2 separate regions of the Xenopus laevis genome follow, and region 1 is linked to region 2. Evidence: chromatin contacts called from public Hi-C data. All regions are on one chromosome and are shown on one strand. The core of a region is the stretch at or near the end of the contact, and the rest is flanking DNA. Distances in the headings are between cores, read along the strand shown.

What was found. Hi-C and Micro-C count contacts between places; a contact is called where the count stands out from the background.
Region 1: a Hi-C map of the XL177 cell line shows a contact between it and region 2, with 2.5 times the contacts expected there. The contact joins the promoter of zmynd8.S here to the enhancer-like site in region 2. A contact is called at or near these places in 2 of 4 Hi-C or Micro-C datasets (the XL177 cell line and animal cap).

The regions. Positions count from the first base shown.
Region 1 is chr9_10S:8,549,565-8,557,025 of Xenopus_laevis_v10.1, reverse strand. zmynd8.S (zinc finger, MYND-type containing 8 S homeolog) reads left to right here and starts at 6,198. Exons shown (of 21, transcript NM_001177440.1): 1 at 6,198-6,211. The coding sequence starts at 6,198.
Region 2 is chr9_10S:8,509,445-8,516,801 of Xenopus_laevis_v10.1, reverse strand. zmynd8.S (zinc finger, MYND-type containing 8 S homeolog) reads left to right here. Exons shown (of 21, transcript NM_001177440.1): 5 at 1,304-1,522; 6 at 3,736-3,849; 7 at 5,041-5,133; 8 at 5,850-5,937; 9 at 7,148-7,203. Among protein-coding and RNA genes, the nearest start is that of zmynd8.S, 38 kb to the left of the region's middle. Within about 2 kb of position 3,896, at least 4 of the 7 cell types and tissues checked have an H3K27ac peak or open chromatin away from gene starts, as enhancers often do. A contact at or near this core is called in animal cap, where this site is marked.

The DNA.
Region 1 (7,461 bases), core at 4,949-7,448, 38 kb before region 2:
TGTGGCTCACAAGTAAAAAAGGTTGGGGACCCCTGCTCTACATTATACTTAAAATTATCTCAAAGATGAACAATACCTTTGTTAACTTTTAGTATATTGTTGAATATTTTTTTTTATAGTTTTTTAACTATTTGCCTCCTTCTTCTGACTCTCTCCAGTTTCCAAATGAGGGTCACTGACCCCATTCTAAAAACAAATGCTCTGTAAGGCTACAAATGTATGTCAGGGCCGCAATCAGGAGGGGGACAGGGGGGACAAGTGTCCCGGGCCCAGGCATGAAGGGGGCCCGGCAGTGCTGCATTTTTGAAAGTGCCAGGCCCCCCTTGAGAGCGCCGAGACTTGCTGCCATTTTTCAAGTCCCGAACACCTGAAGGACCCGAAGCCACGAAAACAGCCGAAGCCAAACTCCCGAAGCGGCGAAAAGACCCGGAGCTACGGAAATAGCCGAAGTCCCAAAGCGGCGAAAAGACCCGAAGTTGCGAAAAAAGCTGAAATTGAAGTCCTGAAGCGGCGAAAAGACCCGAAGTCACGAAAACAGCCGAAATTGAAGTCCTGAAGCGGCAAAAAGACCCGAAGTCACGAAAACAGCGGAAAATTGAAGTCCTGAAGCGGCGAAAAGACCCGAAGTCACGAAAACAGCCGAACTTGAAGTCCTAAAGTGGCGAAAAGACCAGAAGTCACAAGAACAGTCGAAATTGAAGTCCTAAAGCAGCGAAAAGACCCGAAGTCACGAAAACAGCCGAAATTAAAGTCCTAAAGCGCCGAAAAGACCCAAAGTCCCAAAAACAGCCGAAATTGAAGTCCTGAATTTTTTCAACTTGTAAGGGGGACCCTGGCGCCAATGTTTTTTTTTTTAAACTTATAAGGGGCCCTGACCATCAATAGCTTTTTATAACTTGTGTGTGGGGGAGGGTTACTTTTTTAGCGCTGGTGTCTGTGTGGTCTTTTTACTGTGATGTGGAGTGGGCGGGATCTGGGGTGGGGCTTGGGCGCTAGTGTGGGTGGGGCCCTGAACATTTTGTTGTATAGGGCCCCGTGATTTCTAATGGCAGCCCTGTGTATGGTTATTGTTACTTTTTATGACTCATCGTTACACTATTCATATTCCAGTCTCTCATTGAAATCAGTGCATGGTTGCTAGGGGAATTTGGACCCTAGCAACCAGTTGGCTGAAATTGCAAACTGCTGAATAAAAAGCTAAATAACTCAAAAACCACAGATAATAAAAAATGAAAACCAATTTCAAATTGTCTCAGAATATCCCTCTCTACATTATACTACAGGTTATCTCGAAGGTGAACAACCCCTTTAAGCGGGTATAGTAGAACTAAAGCCACTTCTGGGTGAGTTTCAAGCCACTACAAGGAACAGACAGAGGGGGTCGTTCTCATTACTAGGGAGTTACTCCAGCTATAAGAGATAGAGGGACGCCTAGGAAGTTACCACAGAGGCTGACAGGAAAGATGGCTGACCTACTGTGAGGTAAAATGATTCAGGCTACAGAGAAGGCTGCTTAAGGCTCAATGCAATAGACACAGCTTGCTCACGCTCATAAACACACTAACACTACACACACACACGTATTCCCTCACTACAGCACAGCAAGCACCTTAGCGACCTTTCCACTTCCAGCTCCCTCTGAGAGAGCCGAGCACAATCAGGTCGCTGCAGCCAATTGCAGCGCACTTCCGGCAATCTGAGGGCGGGACTTCCTGCAGGTGAGGGGCACTTCCGGTTGTGTAAGTAGTAGGGGCTTGGAATCAGGGTAGGTTGTAGAACTGTGCAGAGGCTTAGTGGGCAGGTTAGTTGGTGTATATTTATTTATGAAAGAAAGGTTTGTGGCTAGTGATCCTGGTTTAGGTGGGACAGTCCTGCATTGCACAAACCACAGGGGTGTTTTCCACAGATCAGGGTATAACTGGCCTAGTTAGGGCAGATTGGGCATGGGACAAAAGTAATATTGAAATAATGGGCCTTGTCAAAGTCACCCTATGTTCCCTGTAGATGAATTATTACCTCAGCAACTGAAAAGGCCTAAAGTGCGACTAAAACGACCTCAGATACAGGTAGAATCGGGCAGAGCTGGGGGTATAAGTGGGCATGGGCAAGATTTACATGGAATGAAAACAAAATGAGTGGCGGTACCTGTCTTGGGCTGGGGGCATGTGACTTTATATATGGAAGCAGCTTTCCCTACATACTTTTACTATTGAATTCCATGATCGTCATCTTTGGCCTTCTTTTCCAGTGGTGTAACTACCATGGGAACAGGGGGTGTGACTGCCCTAAGTCCCGCCCCATCATGAGGCCCAGTGGTGGGACTAGGGTTGCCACCTTTTCCAGAAAAAAATACCGGCCTTCCTATATATTTATCTTTTTTCCGTATTAATAACATTGGAATCAACCATCATTTTTACCGGCCAGGCCGGTAAAATACCGGCCAGGTGACAACCCTAGGTGGCACTGGAGTGCAGTATCAGTAAGGGGATGGCAGGTGTTGAGATTTAGAAGGGAGTCCGGTTGCAAACTGGACCTGGCCCCATGGGTGTTTAGTTCCACCACCGTTCAGTCCTTTTATTTACATCAGCTTATCTCTATCTTCCCACCTCAATTACTAACCACCTTTCTGCTGTGTGGAAGAGCTGGTGGGTAGTTGGAAGCAGGTTTGGAATTCAGTATATAGGTCCTGGCATTTCAGCTACACCGACAGCCCCCCACCAGCCCACTAAATAATGACTTTTTATGGCATCTTATAGCAGCCCCATCTGGCATTTGCTGGAATCCACAGACTTCCAGTCCAGGCATGGTGGGGAGGAAGAGTTGCCACCTGGCCTGTAAAAATGATGATTGATCCCAATGTTATTAATAGGGAAAAAAGATAAATATATAAGAAGGCCGGTATTTTTTTCCAGAAAACGTGGCAACCCTAGGAGAAGGGACAACTGAAGGAGAAGGGCTTGAGGCACCCTGGCTTAAAGTCCTGCGAGGAACCAGTGTTTGAAACCCGAACCTGCATTCTTACCCGCTTAGACTCTCTCTACCCGACCTGCAAATGCCTTATCCGCAACCATCAAGAAACAGGAAGTGCTCCCATTGTAAACCGGAAGTGACATCATTAGCAGTAGGCGTGATCAGAAAAAAATTGAAACATACGTAAAGGAGTAAAACTCGCTATTGCGAAGACCCGCAACCCAACCCACAGAACCTCCAACCCACATCTATACCCGCACCCGAAAGTTCTGCCCGCAACCCACAGGTTACTTTTTTACCCGACCTGCTGCAGGACTCTACCTTGGCTGAATGTAATGCCAGAGCATAAAAAGAGGGGCTGCAGTAAAGTGACTGAGCCTGTTATCTCTTTACAACTTTTGCTTATTGCAGAATGGTGCATATTCATAATTGCCATGGCATGTATTATGCAATTAACGGGTAAGACAAATGTTAGTGAAAACATGGTGGTTCTTAAGGGTCAGAATCCAGAGACAGATTACCGTGTTGTTTAGGTTGAGTCACCTTGATCCCTTTAATACACTGTAAATGCAATTAAAAAAATCCACTGCTCTCATTGCGAATTGTGTGTTAATAGCAGCACTATCACATATACAGGTGAGAAAATACAAGTGCTGGTCTTTTTACTCTATTCTCTCTGTCAGCAGTGGGGGGCAGTATAGTACTAAATTCCAGGTTGTGCCGTAGACCTGATGGTCTGATTACTGTTATTGCATACGCAGGGCACTAAATGCCGACCCTTTAAACAGGATTGTTCTTTCTTGTACAGTGCTGTGGAATATGTTGGTGCATTATAAATACATGTTAATAAAAACCGGCAAACCTGCACTCTGGAGATGCTGGGAGTTGTAGTTTAGGAGTTTTAATTCCTACTTCAAGACCTTTGCAAACAACACGCAAGTTCACGTGTCAATGTAGGGTAGAAACTTAACCCCTTAAGCACCACCGACTGCAGAATCTGAGTCTTGCATTACATCCACAAATGTAGGCTCCCGTTTTAGCAATTAGTGGTGAGCACAAGAGCCTTAATGAAGGGGCAATTCTGAAACCTGCATAAAGATGTAGATTCTATGTTCCTGGTTTGATCCTTATTCCGTATTTGTTTGCATGGCATTGGCTAGCATAGATCAAAGAGACCATTGCTACCACAGAAAGGGGTAAAAACCCTAGTAAAATGTGTCCATACAACTGGTTATGTGCTCATATGGCCACCTATATACTGCACCACATTGGGTTGATCCTATCATTTAGCCATTGGGCCAACAATAGCATCATAATGAAGGCCACACAGTCCTTTCTCTGATAAGGTTTTTAAACCTACTGATTTCATCCAGATATCTCTATGGGATGAAGTCGGGGTGACCACACATTGCAGGTCTGGACTGAGAATTAAAATAGGCCCTGGCATTTCATGTAAACAGAGGCCCAATCAGCCCACACAGAGGTCCAAACATCCCCCACCAGCCCACAAAATACTGACTTTTATGGCATCTTATAGCAGCCCCTCTAGCATTTGCCAGAACCCACAGATTGCCAGTCCGGGCCACCATTATGGTGATAGAGGTATGAGGGCAGATCATTTAGGGCTGAAATCTGCTTTTGTGGGTTTGAAAGCCATCATCATCTAAATAGATTAATGACAACCCCAGGAATGATTGGATCAGCCCTGTATTGGCCAATCTTTGTAGCCAAATTTGTCAATAACCTGCTTGTCCAGTCTTTGGTCAAAGGGCCAGTATACTGTATATCCGGCAATACACATACCAATAATATTTTTTTTAAAAAAGTCCGGTCTTTGCAACGAAGGACTGGAACAGTAGGAAGGGAGTCCATCCATCTGGCAATTGTGTTTAATTCTACCTGGTTGGCCCTTTTATAGCCTCCATTAGGTCTCCCTACAGGCATTTTCACAATAGGAGGGGCATCTCTGTATAAATTTATAGCCGGCTGTTGCTTTTGTTGAACTGTGGGAAATACTATAAGTCTGGAAAGGTGAATCAATGATATTCAAATTATTCTTTAATGATAAACCAGGAATGCCCTGTGTTGATGTGTAGCTGTGTAACAAGGTATAAGCCTATAGGAGGCTACTTACCTGACATGAGTACAACATACCTTGCCTAGAGATTAAGTAGGGCTATAAAAATTCAGCTGTTTTATCTTGCAGTTTCTCTCTTTGTTTGTTAAAGAGGGTGGCTGTGACCCAGCGTTAATTAAAGTGCAAAAGAGATTCATTTACATACAAATAGGCTTTGTCTCTTCGTTTGCACAGATACCTGGACCCCTCTCATATGAAAAACAGACCTTGCAGAGTTAAAAATCTGCAGTTCACACTCAGCTACAGCGGAAGCCTTTTCCCCCCTTTTGTCCCCCCCCCCCTTCTGTCTGTTGCTTTAAAGACAGTTTGAATCGGAGGCCTTGGGAGGATGGGGCATTATAAAAAAAAAAAAAGGTTTGCTTTGCTGAATGAAACTGACACTCTGAGCTTTAGTCATGAGATTGCTGTGCCTTTTGTGAACTGATTTTTATTTACCCTTCTGCTGCTTTCTTTACCCAAGGTGCAAGAGGAGTCCAGTGCCGCTGCCAGCAAAGTGTCCTGAAGGTTTGTGGTCAGGGGTTTTGTGCTTTTGGCCTCCATACAACATTGCTACTGACATTCTCCTTATCACACAACATTATTCCTGCGAATCTGCATGCCTTTGGGTTTTTTTTTAAATGTAATAATATGATCATAAAAATCATAAAAATCATGTACAGATCATGTCTTTTTATTTTAGCAGGCTCAATAGCAGTGCTTTTTATTTTAATTCGTCCTCCTTGTTCCAAACCTCAAGTAGATGAGAATAAAACCCCTGGGTTTATTTCTGTAAAATGTAACGTATTCGGGAGATCTTTTAAAACACATGTCTTTTGCTGTTGAAAAAAAAAAAGGCCTAACTTAGCCTGTCTTTTTTTTTCCCTTGCACAGGATGCCTTTTGCTTTCCAGAGCTGCACAAAGATAATCACTCAGGAAGTGTTTCAGCCAATGGCCTGAAGCGTGACATTAGGATTTGTGTAAGCACCCAATCCTGCCCCGGCTTCTATGAAGGAGACAGATCATCAAGCTGAAGTGCCAAACCCTTTTCTGTCTGAGTACAGAGACTCTGTCCTCCATGTTTTATAAGTATTGACATAACACTGTGTTACAATGCATCCACAGAGGTAAGCCTTGCTTTTTGTTTTTTGAAAATTGTCTACCCATCTCATGGATGTACAAACTGGGCTTTTGCAGGTCACATCTCGGCGACTTGTCGTGCAAAACTCACTTTATATCTACAGTGTAAATGTGCTTTCTTTGGGTCACATGGTCTGGATGCCATGAGCCAAACTGCTTACTCTGGCTAGAGCTTAACTTGTGCTAAAGGAACTTGGGCATAACTTTTTTTTTTAATTTTTTTTTAATCTTTTCTCCCAGTGAAAAAGGTGGTGTTTTTTTACCCTAGTCTTTCACAAAAGCCAAGCCAAGGAAGAGCACTCTCCCTTCATTATTGTCACATGCTGCTGGGGAGAACATGGAGTCTGGCAAAGCACAAACATTAAGCAGCCCCCAAGGAAGCCAAACGCAGGAGGCTGGCAACTTAAGCATCAGGCAAGTTTATCTTCTCTCTCACTAGAAGAAAAGTCAAGGCCTTCAAGGAAAAATTAAAACAAAAAACACTTTATACTGTATGGCAGGAAACCCTTCTTACTAATGCCTGGGTTAGATTTGGGGCCTAGCCTGCATCCTGGATTGATTTGCCCCAAGGTATTTTTTGTTTTTTAACATTTTTATACATTGAGGACTTGTTTATTATATTCCTGCACCTTCCCTGGAATACTTTTTTTTTATTCTTATACCATTTTAAATCTGGATGTAGCATACCTCACAGCAACAAACTAATATGGATTTAACACAGTAAGTACTGAACACTTTTTTTGTATTTTTTTTGTCTGAGTGTATTTTGGCTATAGCTGCTTGCCTGTCATTTTGTTTTAGTACAAAATAGTCAGTTACATTTTTTCAGGGGGGGCTTTTGTACTTTCCTGGATGTAGATTATAAACAGGGGAGAATATTTCCTAGGCAGCATGGCTATTTTTATCTTTTTAGCTGTAAATTACTGGAAAGGCCTGATAGAGACGAAGCATATGGGCCTTCACTAATGTGAACAAGGGTTAAGTAACTATGTAATGACTGCTGCAACGTCTCTGGAATTTTTCTTTAAACTGAAAATTACATTTACAGAGCTGGCAGGAATATTTGTCAGATTTTTTGTGTTTAGCTTCATAGTAAAGAAGTAACTATCTAAGTTGCTGTTTTTTTCTTTTATTTTTGGTGTGTATGAGGTTTTTTTGTGATTAATCCGTCTTTCAGGGTCTGCTGTTACTTCCTGCTGATCACATGCCAGAAAACATTTTTTTTTTTCTATATTTA
Region 2 (7,357 bases), core at 2,647-5,146:
TAATGCAGCTTTATAGTTGAAGTTTAAACTGTTGCTAGAGTCCCACACACCCTAGCAACCAAGTAGTAGAAGTATGCAAGACTGACTCGAAGACGTATATGAGAGGCCCGGAGCAGAATAATAAGTCATAATAATATCACTTAGGGGCAGATTCATTAAGGGTGGAATGGTAAATAAGAATTTTTTTTTTGGTGTCAAAATTCACGCATTCGAATTTTAATTCCCCAAACTGAATGTGAGATATTAACACCTCGTCCATGGAAACCATTCTAATTCGAATATTCCCCACCTAAAACCTGCCGAATTCATTTACAAGTCAATGGCAGAGGTCCATTGATCCATTTGAATATGTTAATATCCTTCCTGACATTCGAGGTTTTTTTTCGGAGGAAAATTCGACTCGTTTTTTTTTTTTTGGGATCATTCCCATTCCATCGAATTTTAGGGATTCGTAGTTTTTCATAAATAACCTCCCATTCGAGTTGCGAGTACATTCAAATTTATTTAGAGTAAATTCGACCTTTGATAAATCTGCCCACTAATGTTTCCTCATTGCTTCCTTGTTGGTAGCATCAGTAATTTTAGGCCATGTTTATCTGAGCTTTACCTGCTTAGATGACTCCTGTCTACAAGGTGCTACATTTTATATAAAAGTCTAGTTTTCCTTTAAAGGGGAACTGTCGTGAAAATGTAATATAAGCTTCCTCATACTGAAATAAGAAACTTTCTAAATACAATCTTTTAAATATTCTGCTCTGTTTCTCTTCATTTTGTCTTCATGCGGCAGTTGGGTGTCAGATGAATGATCCAATATATCTTATAGGGGGGCTCCCTGAAGATGTATTAGAGCTCATGCAAATAACTTATTCCAGTACAAACAAAATAACTGCCTTTTGCTCAAATTCTGCATGTAGAGAGACACAATGGTGATTTTAATAGAGTGAGCTCTAATACATCTTGTAGGCAAAAGGAGCCCTCCTATAAGATATATCGGATCGTTCATCTGACACCTGACTCCTGAATGAAGACAGAATGAAGAGAAACAGATGCAGAGAGAGGGATAGCGAAGCTAAACTTGATTATTTCAGAAACAATGCAGAATTTTTAATTGATAGGGTGCTAACGGGAAATCCCTGTATTTCAACCAATGGCACGGGGGTTCATGCTTTGCTGTCATCTGTATTATTATTTTATTCCTGTTTTATTTGTTTGTTGCTTTGCTCTCTGCTTGTTTTGTTGTTTGTTGTTATGGCGCATCTGTTTTTAAAACCCCCCCAATCTGTCTCTCTTGCCTACATTCCAGTCAGAGCTAAGGCATGGTCCGTTTTACTATATGAAGCAGCCACTCACCACAGACCCTGTTGATGTTGTACCGCAGGATGGCCGAAACGATTTCTACTGCTGGGTTTGTCATCGGGAAGGTCAAGTTCTGTGCTGTGAGCTCTGCCCAAGAGTTTACCATGCTAAGTGTCTGAAACTGACAGCTGAACCTGAGGGCGATTGGTTTTGCCCTGAGTGTGAGGTAAGGGGCTTTAATTCAGGAAGCCAGTCGTCATGTTCCAGCCACACTAATTTTGGGGGGCTGAATGAGATGTAACATGATTATTAAAGGAGAAGGAAAGGCTTGGTGCACTTGGGGGTGCCATATGTTAGGCACTCCCAAGTGATGGTATTGACTTACCTGAAACCCCGGGTCGGTGCTCCTATCAGCAGAAAACTGCACCGGCCCGGGGTTATACCAGTGAGCACCATGGATCGTTCCTCTTCCATCTTCTTCTTTCTTTATATTTCCTGGGACTAGGGTTGCCACCTTTACTGAAAAAAAATAACCGGCCGGTGGGGGCGGGTACAAAAAGGAGGCGGTCCATAACACAAAAAAATACCGGCCGGGTGGCAACCCTACCTGGGACAAACGCATGCGCAGTTGAACGAAATATCGACTTTCTAGTTAAAAGTTCAGCTTTTCGTTCTTCTGCGCAGCAGAGTGAAGAAGGAGGAATACTGAGCTTGTGAGCTACAAGTCTTTTAGTTTTAATAATACTTAAAGGGGAACTATCGCGAAAGTGCAATATAAGCTTCAGCACACTGAAATAAGAAACTTTCTAAATACAATCAATTAAATATTCTGCATTGTTTCTGAAATAATCAAGTTTACGTTCACTATTCCTCTCTCTCAGCATCTGTTTCTCTTCATTCTGTCTTCATACAGCAGTTGGGTGTCACATATTCATTGACAGTTAGGGCAAGGCCAGATGTGGCGTTTTTGCGACATTTTTAAAAAAGAACAGCCAACGTAAATACGCATAAACTACACTACCACTGAAACTAATGGAAAACGCACTTCACACAGGGCGCTTGCAAGCTGTAATCCGCCACAGGACGCCAGTATTGGCGTTTGTTAGCAGAAATGCCAATACATCAAGAAACTAACAAATCAATAGACTCTATGGGATCTGCATGTTTGAAACCACACTTACGTAAATACGCAGCATATTTTAAATATTAAATTCAATGAGAACAATGAGAAGTGCATGTTGGGAAAAGAATCCTACGTGATGAAAAACGCATGTTGACGGTCGCATGAGGTTTCAGTGGCGTATTTACGCCTGGCTGTTCTTTTATAAAAACGCAATGTAAAAATGCCACGTCAGGCCTTGCCCTTTGATCCAATATATCTTATAGGAGGGCTACTTTTGCCTAGAAGATGTATTAGAGCTCACTCTATTAAAATCATCAGAAATCCTGCCTCTCTACATGCAGGAAAAGGCAGTTATTTTGTTCGATTTTGTTTGTAATGTAAAGGAATTATGGTGGCCATAGACGTAACAATTACGATCTTTCTTGAAAAATATCTTTCCAAGGTCGTTTGTTTCAATACACACGTGTAGAGCTGAATGGTCAGATAAACATATAGAAACAATAGAATTCTACCTGTATCTGATGATTCAGCACTAACAATGGCCGATGTTTGGGTGCCTTCAAAGGCACCTTTCAAAATCTTCTGTCCACCCGGTCGACGAGCTGACTGATATCCAAGTCTTCAGCAGATATCGGGCGACTCTTTTCCCACCTTACACGCACCGATTATTGTACGAAAATTCGTTTTGTACTATATTATCTGTGCATCTATGGCCACCTTTACTCTTAAGCAGCAACATCACTGGAGAGGTTGGATTGGGCTGGTAACATTACCTGGGAGGGAAGGTCCGTGACAGGGGAGATTGTCGCACCAAAGAAGAGTCGATTAGTCGCCGCCGAATCTGCCCGTGTGCTAAAGCCCTTAATATAGGTTACTGGCCCAATGTAAAGCTCCCCATAGACGCAACGATTCTTCTTGCCGAACGACCGATTTTAGGGAAGCCCGAGCAATCCTTCGAAATTATTGTGCGGTTAGTGGGATTCGAACGATCGAACATCTTACGATTTTTCGGCCGACATCTGTGAGGAAATTGATCGGCCAGGTTAAAAAATCTTTGTCGGTCCCAGTGCAATCTATCTATGTTTGCAGGGCCAAGCAGGCAGCTCCCCTTTGTTTTCCTGCCAAATTGGTCTTTTTAGTTGATGGTAAATTCGTACGATCGTTCTGAGAAGATCAGGATCTGATCTTATAAAAATCTCAACATCTATGGCCAGCTTTAGTTAATGTGTCACAAAGATGCTTTGGCAGTTCTCTGCCCCCACCCAGACATCTGTGTTTATTTAAACATGTATTTTTCCTTTCTTTTGTCTCCTTAGAAAATCACAGTTGCAGAATGCATAGAGACACAGAGCAAAGCAATGACAATGCTGACCATTGAACAGCTGTCTTATCTGCTTAAATTTGCACTACAGAAGATGAAGCAGCCTGGGGTAGGTCTGGGTAATGAGCATGCCTTTGTCTTGTCACGGTGGCCTTCTTTGTATGCGGACAGTATGTGGTTTGCCTGAACAAATAAGCATGTGGCACACAGGGCATTAGTGCACCAGCATCGGAATTAGTTCAACATGGAGAGAACAAGACAGAGAAGTAATGATCCTGCGGCCTATTGGCCAATGAAAATTTAAATATGGTGATCAAAACACCGTTTGTGCGATAGGGCTAACTGATCCATTTGATAAATGGTGCAATCAGTTTGTGTTGGATAAGGTGAGCACTATGTAACAATGTTCTATTGGTGATGGGGACCAAAAAATTTTCTGCATTGCATTGTGGGTGCAGATTTGTGGTGGATTCCAGGAGACTAAACGGACATATGGCTTTTCACTTAGTAGACTGTGAAATTTGTCCCTTAAAGGAGAACTAAAGAAGTAGCTAGAAATGTTGTACATAATGTTTTGGGCTTCTGTACCAGCCCAAGGCAACCACAGCCTTTTAGCAGTAAAGATCTGTGTCTCCAAAGATGCCCCAGTAGCTCCCCATCTTCTTTTCTCACTGCACATGCTCTGTGCTGCTGTCACTTACTGAGCTTAGGGGCCCACTCACAATATACAGTACACATAGAATAGAAATGTCACCATATAAGGCTGATTAGTAATTAATACAGATAATTACTACATGGCAGCACAGAAACCAGTGCAATTAGCATCAGAATTGAATAATCAGCAAACCTGTAGCATCAGCTTATATTACAGCCAGGGAAGCTCATTTTCTGCTGGATAATTAGTGACGAGCCCTAAGCTTAGCTTCTCAACAGCCAATCAGAGCCCACTGAGCATGTGAGTGTCACAGACACTTTCCAAGATGGTGACCCCCTGTGACAAGTTTAAAGTCCTGGATCATTGCTGCTATTGACAAGCTCAAACTTTAGACTGGTGCAATAAGTTCAGTATATAAAATATGGCATTTATAGCCATATACATTTTTAGGTTTTAGTTCTCCTTTAAGCCTATGGCCCACATGGTATATTCTTCACTGGCATTATTCAGCTGGTGGAGAATGGTCATGATCGGCCTCATCTCCACTCGTCTTGTCAGTTTTACAAAGGGCCCTTGGAATGGACAAGTAAACACAGCATTTGCTGCTGGAGCCATTAGTAACATCTGTTTCCTTATATTCTACAGACAGAGCCATTCCAGAAGCCGGTATCTTTGGAGCAACACCCTGATTATGCAGAATATATATTTTATCCTATGGATCTTAGTACCTTAGAAAAGGTAAATTACCCATTGCATGCATTATTCTGTTTCAGTATAGCACATGTCGGTAATTCAATATTTTAAAATTAGTCAACTCTATTTTGTAGCAAATTATCATTTTGTAGCAAAAGTATATTAAAGGCCAATATACCCTTAATTAACGGGCTGTTCTTGCTAATATTGTATTTAAAGTATTCTATTACTGACCTTGCTCTAAAGGTCCTGCTACTTATGACGTGAAACCATGTCTAAGCCTTGCTACAGTACGATGACCTCTAAGGTGATTATAACACAGTAGAAGGGCTACGGGAAGTAATACTGAAGCTTACCCACCAGCCTAAAGCAATGAATAATGAAACTACGGGTATGGGATCCGTTTTCCGGAAACCCGTTATCCAGAATTATAGAATGGCCCTCTCCCGTAGATTCAGTTTTATCCAAATAATCCAGATTTTTAAAAATGATTCATTTTTCCTCTGTAATAATAAAACAGTAACTTGATCCCAACTAAGATATAATTAATCCTTATTGGAAGCAAAACCAGCCTATTGGGTTTATTTAATGTTTACATGATTTTCTAGTGGACTTAAGGTATGAAGATGCAAATTACAGAAAGATCCGTATCCAGAAAACCCCAGGTCCCCAGCATTCTGGATAACAGATCCCATGTCTGTACAAAGACGCGGTTATGGGTTACTATGCTGCTGATACATTTTATTATTTCTCATACACAGAATGTAAAGAAGAAAATGTACGGTTGCACGGAAGCTTTTCTGGCTGAAGCCAAATGGATTTTACACAACTGCATTATTTACAACGGTGGTGAGTATTTTGTACTTATTCATGATATGGCTGAAATGGAAGTGGAGGTTCAAAAACATATATTAAAACTGCTTATCGGTGCTACAGTAACTCCCAGCAACTGGAGGGATTATGTTCTCTATAGTTACACCTCTGTATGTTGCCGGGATTAAGTCCCTGCAAGAAGCTCACCAGGTATTATCTTAATTTTTTATGTCAAAGGTGCAGGGTGTAGACCCAGATACTTCGTCAAAGTGCTGTTAACTGTGAGAATCGCCACTTGCAGCTGATGAAGAGAGCTCTGTGACTCATATCAGTTATCAACTAGATAATATTCTACTAACTTGGGGCTACTCTGTTCATCACAAGGACTTTTCTCTAATATTTCTCCACCTCCGCCACCCATGGGGAGCACCTTCACTAATTTGGATTAATTATGCAAATGATTCGTGGGGGAGGTAGGTTTGGCTGGTTTAAATAGTCACTGTGTTCTGTTCCCTGTTAGGGTCAGGACACACGGGGAGATTAGTCGCCCAGCGACAAATCTCCTCTTCTTCAGGGGCGACTAATCTCCCCGAACTGCCTTCCGCCGGCTAAAATGTAAATTGAAGCGATTCATTTTCCAATGTCGCCCAAAGTTTCCTCGTGAGGCGACGTCTAGCCATTCTAGCCGGCAGGATGCAGCTCGTGAGATTAGTCGCCCCGAAGAAGAGGAGATTTGTCGCCAGGCGACTAATCTTCCCGATTCTGAGCGTTTGCCCTGACCCTAACAGAATACTTGGAAGGTAACCAGATAGCAGCTCCCTAACACAAGATAACAGCTGCCTGGTAGATCTAAGAACAACACTCAATAGTAAAATCCAGGTCCCACTGCGACACATTCCGTTACATTGAGTAGGAGAAACAACAGCCTGCCAGAAAGCATTTCCATCCTAAAGTGCTGGCTCTATCTGAAATCACATGACCAGGCAAAATGACCTGAGATGCACCTACACACCAATATTAAAAACTAAAATATACACTTGCTGGTTCAGGGATGACATTTTATATTGTAAAGTGAATTATGTGCATTGTAAACAGTGTAATTTAGAAATAAAAACGACATCATAAAAATGACAGAATCCCTTTAACACTTTAAGCACATGTACCAGTTCACTTCAGGTGATATTCGCCTTATTTATATTCTTTTCATTGGTTGTGACCATATTTATATGTATTTTTCCTTCGTTAGGCAATCACAAGCTGACACAAACCGCAAAAGTCATAATCAAGATTTGTGAGCATGAGGTACGTTTTTCACCCCAGAGCTACTTAAACAGAAAACAGTTTTCTAATGCAGATTTATCTTCTAGAATTCCCACTGTACAGACCGCAAAGTGCAGGAACAGAACTTTTATGCAAATTTGAATTTAACAGTATACTGATATGACCAGCAGAAGGT